Regions from separate parts of the Mus musculus genome. Here region 1 is linked to region 2. A link is a contact called in public promoter capture Hi-C data. All regions are on one chromosome and are shown on one strand. The core of a region is the stretch at or near the end of the contact, and the rest is flanking DNA. Distances in the headings are between cores, read along the strand shown. Region 1 overlaps Epas1 (endothelial PAS domain protein 1). Region 2 overlaps Prkce (protein kinase C, epsilon).

Evidence for each region. Capture Hi-C pulls out chosen DNA fragments and counts their contacts.
Region 1: a contact with region 2 is called in a promoter capture Hi-C map of adipose tissue. The contact joins two enhancer-like sites. A contact is called at or near these places in 5 of 484 Hi-C or Micro-C datasets (Sertoli cells, liver, nephron progenitors and 1 more), 3 of 115 datasets of contacts at active chromatin or transcription factors (all in embryonic stem cells) and 2 of 9 other capture datasets (adipose tissue and liver).

The regions. Positions count from the first base shown.
Region 1 is chr17:86,819,642-86,824,734 of GRCm38.p6, forward strand. Epas1 (endothelial PAS domain protein 1) reads left to right here. Exons shown (of 16, transcript NM_010137.3): 8 at 4,039-4,186; 9 at 4,766-4,980. Among named protein-coding and RNA genes, the nearest start is that of Epas1, 68 kb to the left of the region's middle. Within about 2 kb of position 2,995, at least 9 of the 459 cell types and tissues checked have an H3K27ac peak or open chromatin away from gene starts, as enhancers often do. A contact at or near this core is called in adipose tissue, where this site is marked.
Region 2 is chr17:86,616,444-86,621,554 of GRCm38.p6, forward strand. Prkce (protein kinase C, epsilon) reads left to right here. Exons shown (of 15, transcript NM_011104.3): 12 at 3,449-3,587. Among named protein-coding and RNA genes, the nearest start is that of Gm52297, 51 kb to the right of the region's middle. Within about 2 kb of position 2,343, at least 39 of the 459 cell types and tissues checked have an H3K27ac peak or open chromatin away from gene starts, as enhancers often do. A contact at or near this core is called in adipose tissue, where this site is marked.

The sequences.
Region 1 (5,093 bases), core at 1,745-4,244, 200 kb after region 2:
GGGGGGAGGGAGAGAGAGAGAGAGAGAGAGAGGGAGGGAGGGAGGGAGGGAGGGAGGGAGGGAATATGAGAATTCAAACTCACCCCTCTGTTTCCTCCCTGGGAGCTTTGGGTTTCATCTGATCTAATAATACAGCAGGGGCCATTATGGCATCTCAGACAAGTCTCTTACTGTCTCTCTGGCATAAAAACAAAAATATCCAAATAGACTACCCCAGGGGTGGCAGGACACTCCCTGATGCTCTCAGGGAGATGACCCAGCCAGAGACTCCAAGGTATGGTGTCAGCCTTCTCTTGGAGGGCCCCCAATGCTTTTGTGCTCCCTAGGGGTTCCCCACCCCCAAGGCCGATTGGTAGAGACACACAACTGTATTCTGCTCAGCTCTGGCCTAGCTCACCAGCTAGTGTCTCTGGGTCTGGCTTCCTTTTTTTTCTTGGCCTTCTAAGCCAATGGGGTCTGTCAACACAGCCGGGAAAATATCTTCATTTTAAGTACCTGGGAATTCTTGGAGGGTAGTGTTATACTTTGTCTCCTGGGGAGGGCCGTTAGAGAGCTCAGTGGCCATGTGGAAAGAAGACGGCTCCCTGTTTAGAGCTCCCTCATCTATAAAGAGGGATAGCAAGGAAGCTGGTCCTACCGGTTTGCAGCTGACTCCTGGGGGAAATACGTTGGAAAAACGTTTTGGTTGGATATTGTTTTTACTTAATCCATATATTTAACCCCCCAGCACACCTAAGGATAACTCACAGTCCAAATAGAAAGTACAGACTCTTGATTTTCTGGGTTTTGTTTATTTTTTTCCCCCAGTGGAGTTAGGAAAAGCTGCCCTGAGCACAGAGGCCTGTATTTAACCAAGAGGCCTGCATCAAGCAAAGTCTTTCCGCCCTATCCCCCTACAAGTACAGTTCCATTCTAGATCCCCTGCCAGTGTGTGGGGTCTCTGATTCACCATGTGTGTCACAGCTTGTGTGTGTTTCCCATCCAAACGCCTGGAGAAGCTCCGTCCTCAGCCAGATTTAGATAATTGAAAGTCATCATTTCCAAATGGGCTAATAATCTATACACTGTCACTCTCAGAGGGGAAGAGTTGGGCTGGTTTCTCTTTGTTGTGCTCTTAGGAAAACAAGATTAAAGGCCATAAAAAGCCTCCCTCTCTCTCCTGGAGTGGCAGGCCCTTCACCAAGGCTGGCATTAATGAGAGGAATGGGAGTGGTGTGACTTAGAGGTGACTGATACAGCAGGCCCGCGCCTGCACTTAACAGAAGTGCAGCTCAAACCTCCGCTCAGCGAACTTCTTCGTGAAAAAGACTAAGAACACTGAATGTGGCAAGCAATAAGAACTATGTAAATGAGCTAATTCCAGGCTTGATGTCATGCAAGAATTGCGTCACTGCAGCCAGGTGGCCTCCATGTCACCCAGAAAGCGACAGCAGAAAAGATAAAGGTTCCTTCTCTGGCCAAGGAGTCCATGATGGTTAACAACATGGCCTTAGCCCGTTTTTTTTTTTTTTTTTCTTCTCACTTCTTTCTGGCTCAACATAATGTAGTCAGAGAGGATCCATGGCCCCTGGAATCAAAAGACCGATGATCTAAACACTATGACTGTTATTCTGTGCAAAGTGAAGCAAACACAGCCTTCCTAGGCTGCGTTTCCTTGTGTTAGAGGGTGCTGTCTCTCCTCCCTCCTGCACAGGAGTCCATTTAAAAGATTAGATGAAGATAAGACAATCAAAGTGGCAAAACAATCTGACTACTTCTGATAATAAAAACATGGTCTTCAGCAGATAATCTAGAAGTTTCTTACCTTGTTACACCCCCATGAAAAAGAAAGCCACGTTCTTTTGGATGTGGATTTGGATACAGATGTCTATTGCACTTTTATTCACAACGGGAAACTCAAACATCCAGGTCAAAGGAATAAACTGGCCATGGTACACCCAGGGAGACACTTCTCTCCCACGAATCACAGAAACACCCACAACCTCAGGAACACGATGCTCAAGGATAATGAAGCCAAACTCAAGAAAGTCTACTCCCATAGACGTCTAGAAAGGACAGGAGACGGTGCCGGGGAAAGATCGGTGATCGTCTGGAATCAGAAGTCAGAACTAGGAGGAGGAGTTAGGCACGTGGGCCATGGGGCAGGTTCAGATGAAGTTTTTGGTCCCTCTGCTGTGGTGATGGCTACTTAGGTGTTTACGTTTGTCAAAACTCACTGTACTATATGCGTGAAATAGTTACCTCTCCATGGGATTAATTAAAATTAATTAATTAAAATTAAAATTAATTAAAATACAATAAAGCTTGTTGTAGAGAGGAAAATGTGTCTAATCTAGACTCTCAAGCCTGAGACTGTGCAAGCTGGCAATCATGTTTAGCCAAAGGACTCTTTCAAGGGCTGCAGTCGCTGTCGATGGGAAGCAGGAGTTTCACACACTGGTAACCCACACCAAGCAAGGCAGCCATGACACTGAACTCCACAGGTGCACTATGTAATGACTGTCACAGGGACTTGAATTTACCTCTCAAGGCAGCGGTGGCTCTGCTGAGCAATGCGCACATGTAATTCTCCATCATTCCTGCTCCTCGCTGCTGTGTGTTAAGATATCCAAGAGGGTAAGATGTGCCAAGGCAGAAGGACTGTGACTGGTGTGACTATGAACAAGGCCATCCCTCATCAGACCATGCAGGACTGATGAGGTGGCCCACGAGCTGACTGGTAGATCCAAGGAGACTGCCTACAGGGAACATAGCTGTTCTCTCCTAGAACCCCAGGACAATTGCCGTAAACAATTCCTAGTAACATAACTGGCACAGTACCTAAGCACTAGGCATTGATAGCTTGTGGAAGAGGAAATTCCTAAACAGTGTTTGTGTAGCCGATGAGGCAGGCAAGTCCATTTGATCTGCAAACAGCAGTAGCCTTCTGGACAGTTAGAAATGACAGTGATGGACATGAGAGGAAACCACACCAGGATTGTTACTTACCCAAAGTCCCCAAGCCAGCAAGACTTCCTGAGCCTCCCATCATTCCTCTTCAGTTCTCTGTGACCTGGGCACTTCTGGGCTGGAGCTCTGAACAATCATTTGGAGGGGGGGGGGGGTGAAAGTCAGTGGACAGTTTAAGAAGCTAACAGACATTTCTAAAATCAGCAGACATGACTGAAAAGGAGCCCTTGAGAGCTCTTTCACAAAAATAAAAATGCATTTGGAAATGGGGAAGAAGACAAACTAGTGTGTGGGACACCCCTTGGTGTTTTTAGACTGTGAAATTGACTACTTAGAATGGCCTAGGAGAGGAAAGAAACTCTAAGCTGGCAGTCTCACGGGGCAGTTGGCAAGTTTAAAGACCTTCCAGTGGCTGAGGCCCTGAATTAACAGTACAGGCCTTTCCCTACTCCAGATAAATAGAGCAGTAGTTTCTCTCAAATTGTATCTGGCTCCTAAGGTAGCAGAAAGTTCAAGGGACACAAAGTTTAAAAAACAAACTTCAGCTGGGTCTTGTGACACAGCTCTTGAGTTGAGTCCCAGTTATTCAGGGGGCTAAGGCAGAAGAATGGTTTAAGGCCCGCCTAGACTTCAGAGGGAGTTCAAGGACAACCTGACTAATGCATCAAAATAACAGAAAGGACTGGGGCTGGAGCTCCGTGGACGAGCACTTGCCCAGCCCTGTTCTGTCCTCCACAGTCAGGGAATGGGACGGGGCTGCAGCCCTGCGGTCCACCTTCCAGATGTGGTCTGCTACCTTCAGGAGGTGAAGTCAGTAGGGTGCTGCTCCCTGGTTGACTGGGAGTCACTCCTGCACTGGGCAGGCAAACATCTGCTTTCCTTCAGAACTCCTATTCCCATTTTTTGAAACGAAGAGTTGGCTGAAATGATCTCCCCCTCCCCCAACCCTCTCACTGTTCCTGGCCTTGGCATCCATCTGGCAGCTCTGTCCATCCCCCTCCCCGGGCAGGTGACACTTCCTGTGGGGTTAGAGTGTGTGCTGCACACCACTCCTGCACCTCTCTTACCTCTGGCTCCTTTCTTCACTAGTGTGCACCAAGGGGCAGGTGGTATCTGGCCAGTACCGGATGCTAGCCAAACACGGAGGATATGTGTGGCTGGAGACCCAGGGGACGGTCATCTACAACCCCCGCAACCTGCAGCCTCAGTGTATCATGTGTGTCAACTATGTGCTGAGGTGAGTCGAGGAGGGAGCAGCCAGCCTCTCGGGACCCTGGGCAGTACCTCCACATGCTGGCTGTGGTGTGGATCCTTCTAACTGGGAGGGCTCTATATTGAGGTCTTAGGAACAGAGCTCTAGCGTGTTTCTTTTTCATTTGTCAGCTATGGTATCATGTCTCTGACTTGTGCTGAGGGGGGAGAAGATGGCATAGAGTAATGCTTGATGTTGTGTGAATGGGAGACAGTGCTCTCCTGGGTAAGCTGTTTTGGGAAGATGTGGATGTTATACCCTCTCCCCTCCACCCCTGGAAAGACTATGAGCGGCTGCCATTGATAATATGAAGGAAACTAACATAGGAATCCAGGACTTTTGTGTGCCTACAGCTTGAGCACAGGGAGCGAGCGAACAGCCCACAGGTTGAGGCTAACCTCACCGTCTCTGCTTCTGTGGCTCACAGAATTGGATTGTTTGTGTTTCTGCCTAACACTTCTCTGAGAGGTTTATCTACCAGGCTTCTGACATGTCTGGGGCGGGAGAGCCAAAGGCTTTTGCTAAAAGATGCAGATACTCTGAGCCGCTCTCTCTTCCCATCAGTGAGATCGAGAAGAACGACGTGGTGTTCTCCATGGACCAGACCGAATCCCTGTTCAAGCCACACCTGATGGCCATGAACAGCATCTTTGACAGCAGTGACGATGTGGCTGTAACTGAGAAGAGCAACTACCTGTTCACCAAACTGAAGGAGGAGCCCGAGGAACTGGCCCAGTTGGCCCCCACCCCAGGAGATGCCATTATTTCTCTCGATTTCGGTGCGTACTTCCTAGCCCTGGTTGAACCCACAGAACCCTCATGGACTGGCGGACAGTTCTTGTTATGACAAGCCTCCCTGGCCACAGCTTCCCTAAACCACAGATGCACTCGG
Region 2 (5,111 bases), core at 1,093-3,592:
ACGATGGCTACTAAACATCAGGTTGCTTCCAGATTTCTAGGAACAAGGAGAGTTGGAAGTGCATCTCAAACTTCTGTCAGAATAAATAAGTGCACTAATGATTTATGTTTATAAAAATGAAGGTAAAGCAAGAGGGAGAAACATTAGCAGAATATATAGATTACTTGAAAAGGGGGGGGAAAATTCAACCTAAGACATGGAAGCCAAAACCAGTAAAACGGAATATCCACTGAATTAAGTAAAAATAAATGATCTTAGTAAAAACTCCAGTAGCTTACAACCAAAGTCAAGTAATAACCCTGCACCAAGTCTGGGCCCTAATGGGGAAGCGCTCTCGAAAACCAACTGCCGCAGTGTGAAGAAGCGCGCGTGCATGCATGCACATAGGCATACACACCCACACCCCTACACACCCCGACTGCAGCACCTTAAGCATAATGAAAACAAATGCTGAAAAACTTCTACAGAGGTGCAAGGATGTTCTGAGACACTGTTTAAACCTGGCACACACCGAAGCTTGGCAGCATAGCATGCCATGGCAAAGTGTCACCTGTTGCCAATGGAAGGTTAGGAAGTTAGCCTCTAAGGAGGACAGCTTGGTGACCCACTGAAAAGGCTAAACATGGATGGCATTGGCAATAAATCAAATAAAGGTTATCACATTGGTTCATCTATAAGGATCATCTATAAGGAAAGGGGGACAACTAAAGGCCTTATTCTTGAAACATAAAAAAAGTCCCAGATTATGGATATGCGCACGTGTTTGAGGACGAAGAAGATGAGGTTGGTACCTGGGCAGTTGTCTTTCTGAAAAACTGTTGGTCAGGATAGCTAAATACTTGTTCTGTGTTGAGCTGGGTACTGAGTACCTGGGAGTTCTCCAGGTAGAAAGACTCACCCCTGCCTCCCCCACCCCTCCCCTGCCCCAAAGCTGGACCTCTGAGAAGGCAAAGCTGGGCCAAGTCTGGACCTCCCAGCCCTCCTCCCTCCCAGAGGCCTACAGACTCCTAGTGGTTCATCGAAATATCACTAAAAGCTGCAGGTGAGAAACTCCTGGGGAAGTGGAAAGCCACAAGTCTGAGGGAGTCATTGCTGGACAGGAGAAGGAAAGAAACGGGGGAGGGGGGTGTGGACAGCACTGTCCTTCAGTGCTTCCTCCCCATAAACACACATAAACACACACACACATACCACACACACAACACACATACACACACACACACACACACACACACACACACACACACACAGAGCTTCTCCTGACAACCCTGCACTAGACAAGCTTGCCCCAGAGGGATGGACACTTTGTGGTGAGACTGAAAATCTCCAGAGAAATGGCCTTCTAATGGCAGCCCAGGCTGGTTCCCAGGGATTGATTGTCTAAACCTTCTGTCCCCAAAGAAAGCAGTCACTCACCCTTCCTGTGTTTGGTTTTGTGTGCAAAGTTAAGAGTTTTCAAAGATTCAGATATCAGAGTGGGAACGGGAGGAAGTAGCCAGAGGTAGAACTCCGTACATCACTGGCTACAGGGTGGGAAGGAGTGTTTTGGCTAAGGCCAACCCAGGTCATAGCCAAGGGCACTCATAGGACTTGCTCATATCCAACAGCAGCTGGGTCAGCTTCTTCCCCAGGGAGAAGAGAGGGCAGGAAGCAAAGAGGCCAGGGAGGAGTGGACTAGAGAAAGAAGAACAGGAGGCAGGAAGAAACGAGAGGCTGTCCCTAACTGGCCAGAAGCCTATGAGAAGGAGGGGTGGTGCCTGCTGGAGCCAAAACTACTCCACCTGGAACCTGAGTCAGATCAGAACCAGGCTTGTGCGGACTCGGGGGGGTCTTTAGACTCATGACATACTACTATTACCCTTGCTCAACCCATATAAAGGAAGCTGCTTCTTACAGAGAAGAATTTAACACAAAGGATGTGGCCGAAGATGTTCACCTTTCACACACTTCAAAACATCGGTCCTTCAAACAAGTCCACAAACATAGCGTGTGGTCCCGAGCTGACAGACAGGGGACCAGCCCAGCAAGGTGACTTTTAGCAGGGCTATGCCACAGCCAGTGATGAAACCCTGACAGCCTGGATCCCAGCCCAGCATTCAGCCCAGCTTTCCCACCCCAGCCAGAGCCAAGCCTTGCCCCCTCTCGCTGCCAGGGCTGGGGTCGGTGGCTAGCTGCAGTGGCCCAGTTGTTTGGGCTCACTGTGCCTTCTGTAACTCCGGAGTATTTGCTTAGAGCAGCACTTTTCTATGTGATTGCTTCTTTCTCAAGGAATCCCAGCTGTAAGCAGAAATAGGGTCACAGATACAATGCAGGCAGGTCCAGAAGCACTTCCTGCCCCACCTCCACTCCAGTCTGGGTCCCATGGGATGCCTGGAGCTCTCAAGTTGAGATGCCAGCAGGCACATGAGCATGGCCCTTTCTGACCTCTGCTTGTACGGGAAGAGGCCTTCTTTGCAAGGCTCACCTCAATAGCCCAGAGTAGTTGCTGAGGGAGACACAATGTGAATGGTTACTCCAACCACATAGTCTAGATTCCTCTACAGAGCCAGGCCTGGGGTTTGCAGGGGTGGTGGAAAAATTATTTTCTACCAACCTGGTTTCTAGGTAAGAAATCTTAGAACTCTGGTGTGTTAAAATGGGCCTCAAAGAAACCACCTTGATTGAGGCTGGCCCGCTCCTGTGACTCTCACCTCTCCTATACAGAAACATCTGGATCTAGATTATTTCTCTTACCTGTTACACCCAGATTGACCTTGCTCAGGCACCATGCTCCTGCAGGCAGGGCTCAGCCTCCCTTGGTATGGATTTCAAATCCCTCTTTCCAGCATCTCAGACTCTTTGAAGTTGTCCCTCAAAGACACAGCTGTCTTGTCTCACTATGGTCAGGAACCCCGTTCTCTGGCCTCTTTCCCTTTGCCTCTACCTTCCATCTCCTTTGATTGCTCTCTTCACGGTCTGTCCAAATGCTAGCTTTCACCGAACCCTGAGAGCCACTGCTGTTGGCCATACATCAACAGATGTTGGCTACACCAACCATCCGTCATCTCCCCCCTCTCAAACTCAGCAGCTCAAACTCTTGTGGATTTTTTTTCCTGATTCAGTGATGCTATATATATGTGACCCTGAATCCCCTGAGCTAGTTAACTTGTGAAGGATGGAGGTCAGAGGAGACCTCCTTTCTCACAGAAGGATCTAAATATGAGTTCTAACCCTAATATGGCCCCGATTCTGTGCAGGATCCTGTCTTTTGCTGAGGTATTGTAAATGCTGTTGAAGGTTGTCCAGCTGGGAAATGGCCCTAGCCTGAGGTTAATGAGGCAGGTCAAAACCTACTCCAAGATTGCCTTGACTGGAGATGTCCCTAGGGTATGTGCTTCTTTCTCTCTAACTCAAGAAAGGCCCTGTGGTGTGTATGAGGCTAACCATGTGGCCTTGACCTGTGTTGCAGGGATTTGAAACTGGACAACATCCTTCTAGATGCAGAAGGCCACTGCAAGCTGGCTGACTTTGGGATGTGCAAGGAAGGGATTATGAATGGTGTGACAACTACCACCTTCTGTGGGACTCCTGACTACATAGCTCCAGAGGTAAGGCCCACCCACGTGCAGAGTTAGCTTCTCTCTCTTAGCGTCAGAACAGAGAAACAACCCAATGCCGTGCATGTGGGGGTCATCCGAGGATGCCAAGAGAAGACTCTGCAAAAGCCAGATGGATTCTAGGAGTAAGAGACAGGAAGGGAAATGGTTTCATGATTTTTCTGTAAGGATGGAGTGGTAGTGAGGATGGACTGGTGAGCTGAGAGCGACCAGCTAGTCCCCATGCTTGAGTAAGTCCTCGCTAAGTATCATGCATCCACCCAGAGCTACCGCCAGAGCTCGGACTAACAGGAACCGGTTGACTTGCAGGAGAGTTTTCACTTCTTACTGAATGGAAACATTGAAAGCCCACTGAAGAGGCAGCCAAGTAACTTCACCAGATGTCAGATAAACAGCAAAACCAGGAATGCTTTGCCATTTCCACTGAGGTAGCAAGTCTGTAGAGTGCGCATGCACATAGGACATGAGGACAGGGTAAGCAAAGGTCAGAGGTGTCTACTATGAGCTTTACCTGTGTGAAAGTTGAGTCACCATGTTGTGACCATTTGTCTTGTGTCCTTCCAGAGCAGTCTGACCCAAACTGAGAGGTCCTTAGCATGAATGATTCAAACTTAGCCGTGTAGTCACACAGACACTTAATTAAATGCCTTCGATGGTTTTTGAGACACGTAAGATGGGAGGCAGGTACCAAGCCTATTAAGCACTACCCGTGTGTAGAAAGCCGCTTCCATGGGACATCATCTGAGCACCTGCCAGACAAAGCTCTATGGACATGGAGCTGACTGAGGCTCTGGCTGCTCTTCTAAGAGAGCTTTTGGTCTAGACAGAGTGACACCGAAACAAGCAGAGCAATGGTGCCTAAAACAGGACAGGGCCCACAGGATATGGGAAGGCTTCACGGAGCTTCCAAGACCGGGAAACTGATCGGCAAAGAGTACATTTTAGGCTTGCTTTAACCCTAGGGATGAGGAGAGCATTGTTGAAAACAAGAAGGATCAGAGTGGGAGCGTGCAGAGAAGGGAAGTCCATTTCTCAAGGCTGCGAATCCTCTCAAGGCAGTGTCTGGGTTTCTGATCTGGGTACTACACATAGGTTCTAAGGAGTGGTCTTTTGACTGAGTGAGTGAATGAATGAATGAATGAATGAATGAGAGACATTTCAACATGACCAGAAGCCACGGGATGAAAACATCTTGGCCATTTTCAGGAAATGTAAATAACACAGCTAGAGAGCTGGCAGGATGACTCAGCAAGTAAAAGCATGTGTAGCCCTAGAACACACTCAAAGGTGGGGTGAGAGAACCAAAGGCTAAGCGTTGTCCTTTGACCTCCATGTGCATGTGTGCCATGTGACATGTGGCCTACACACACCACTCTAACCAATAAAATAAAACACATTTCAAAAATAGTAGAGATAGAGCAAATGGTTTGTTAGTGCTTGTAATAATGAACAAAATTCAGGTAAAGGAGCCGGGAACATGAAATCAATCCCGCAGGATCTATGGACCTGCTAAGG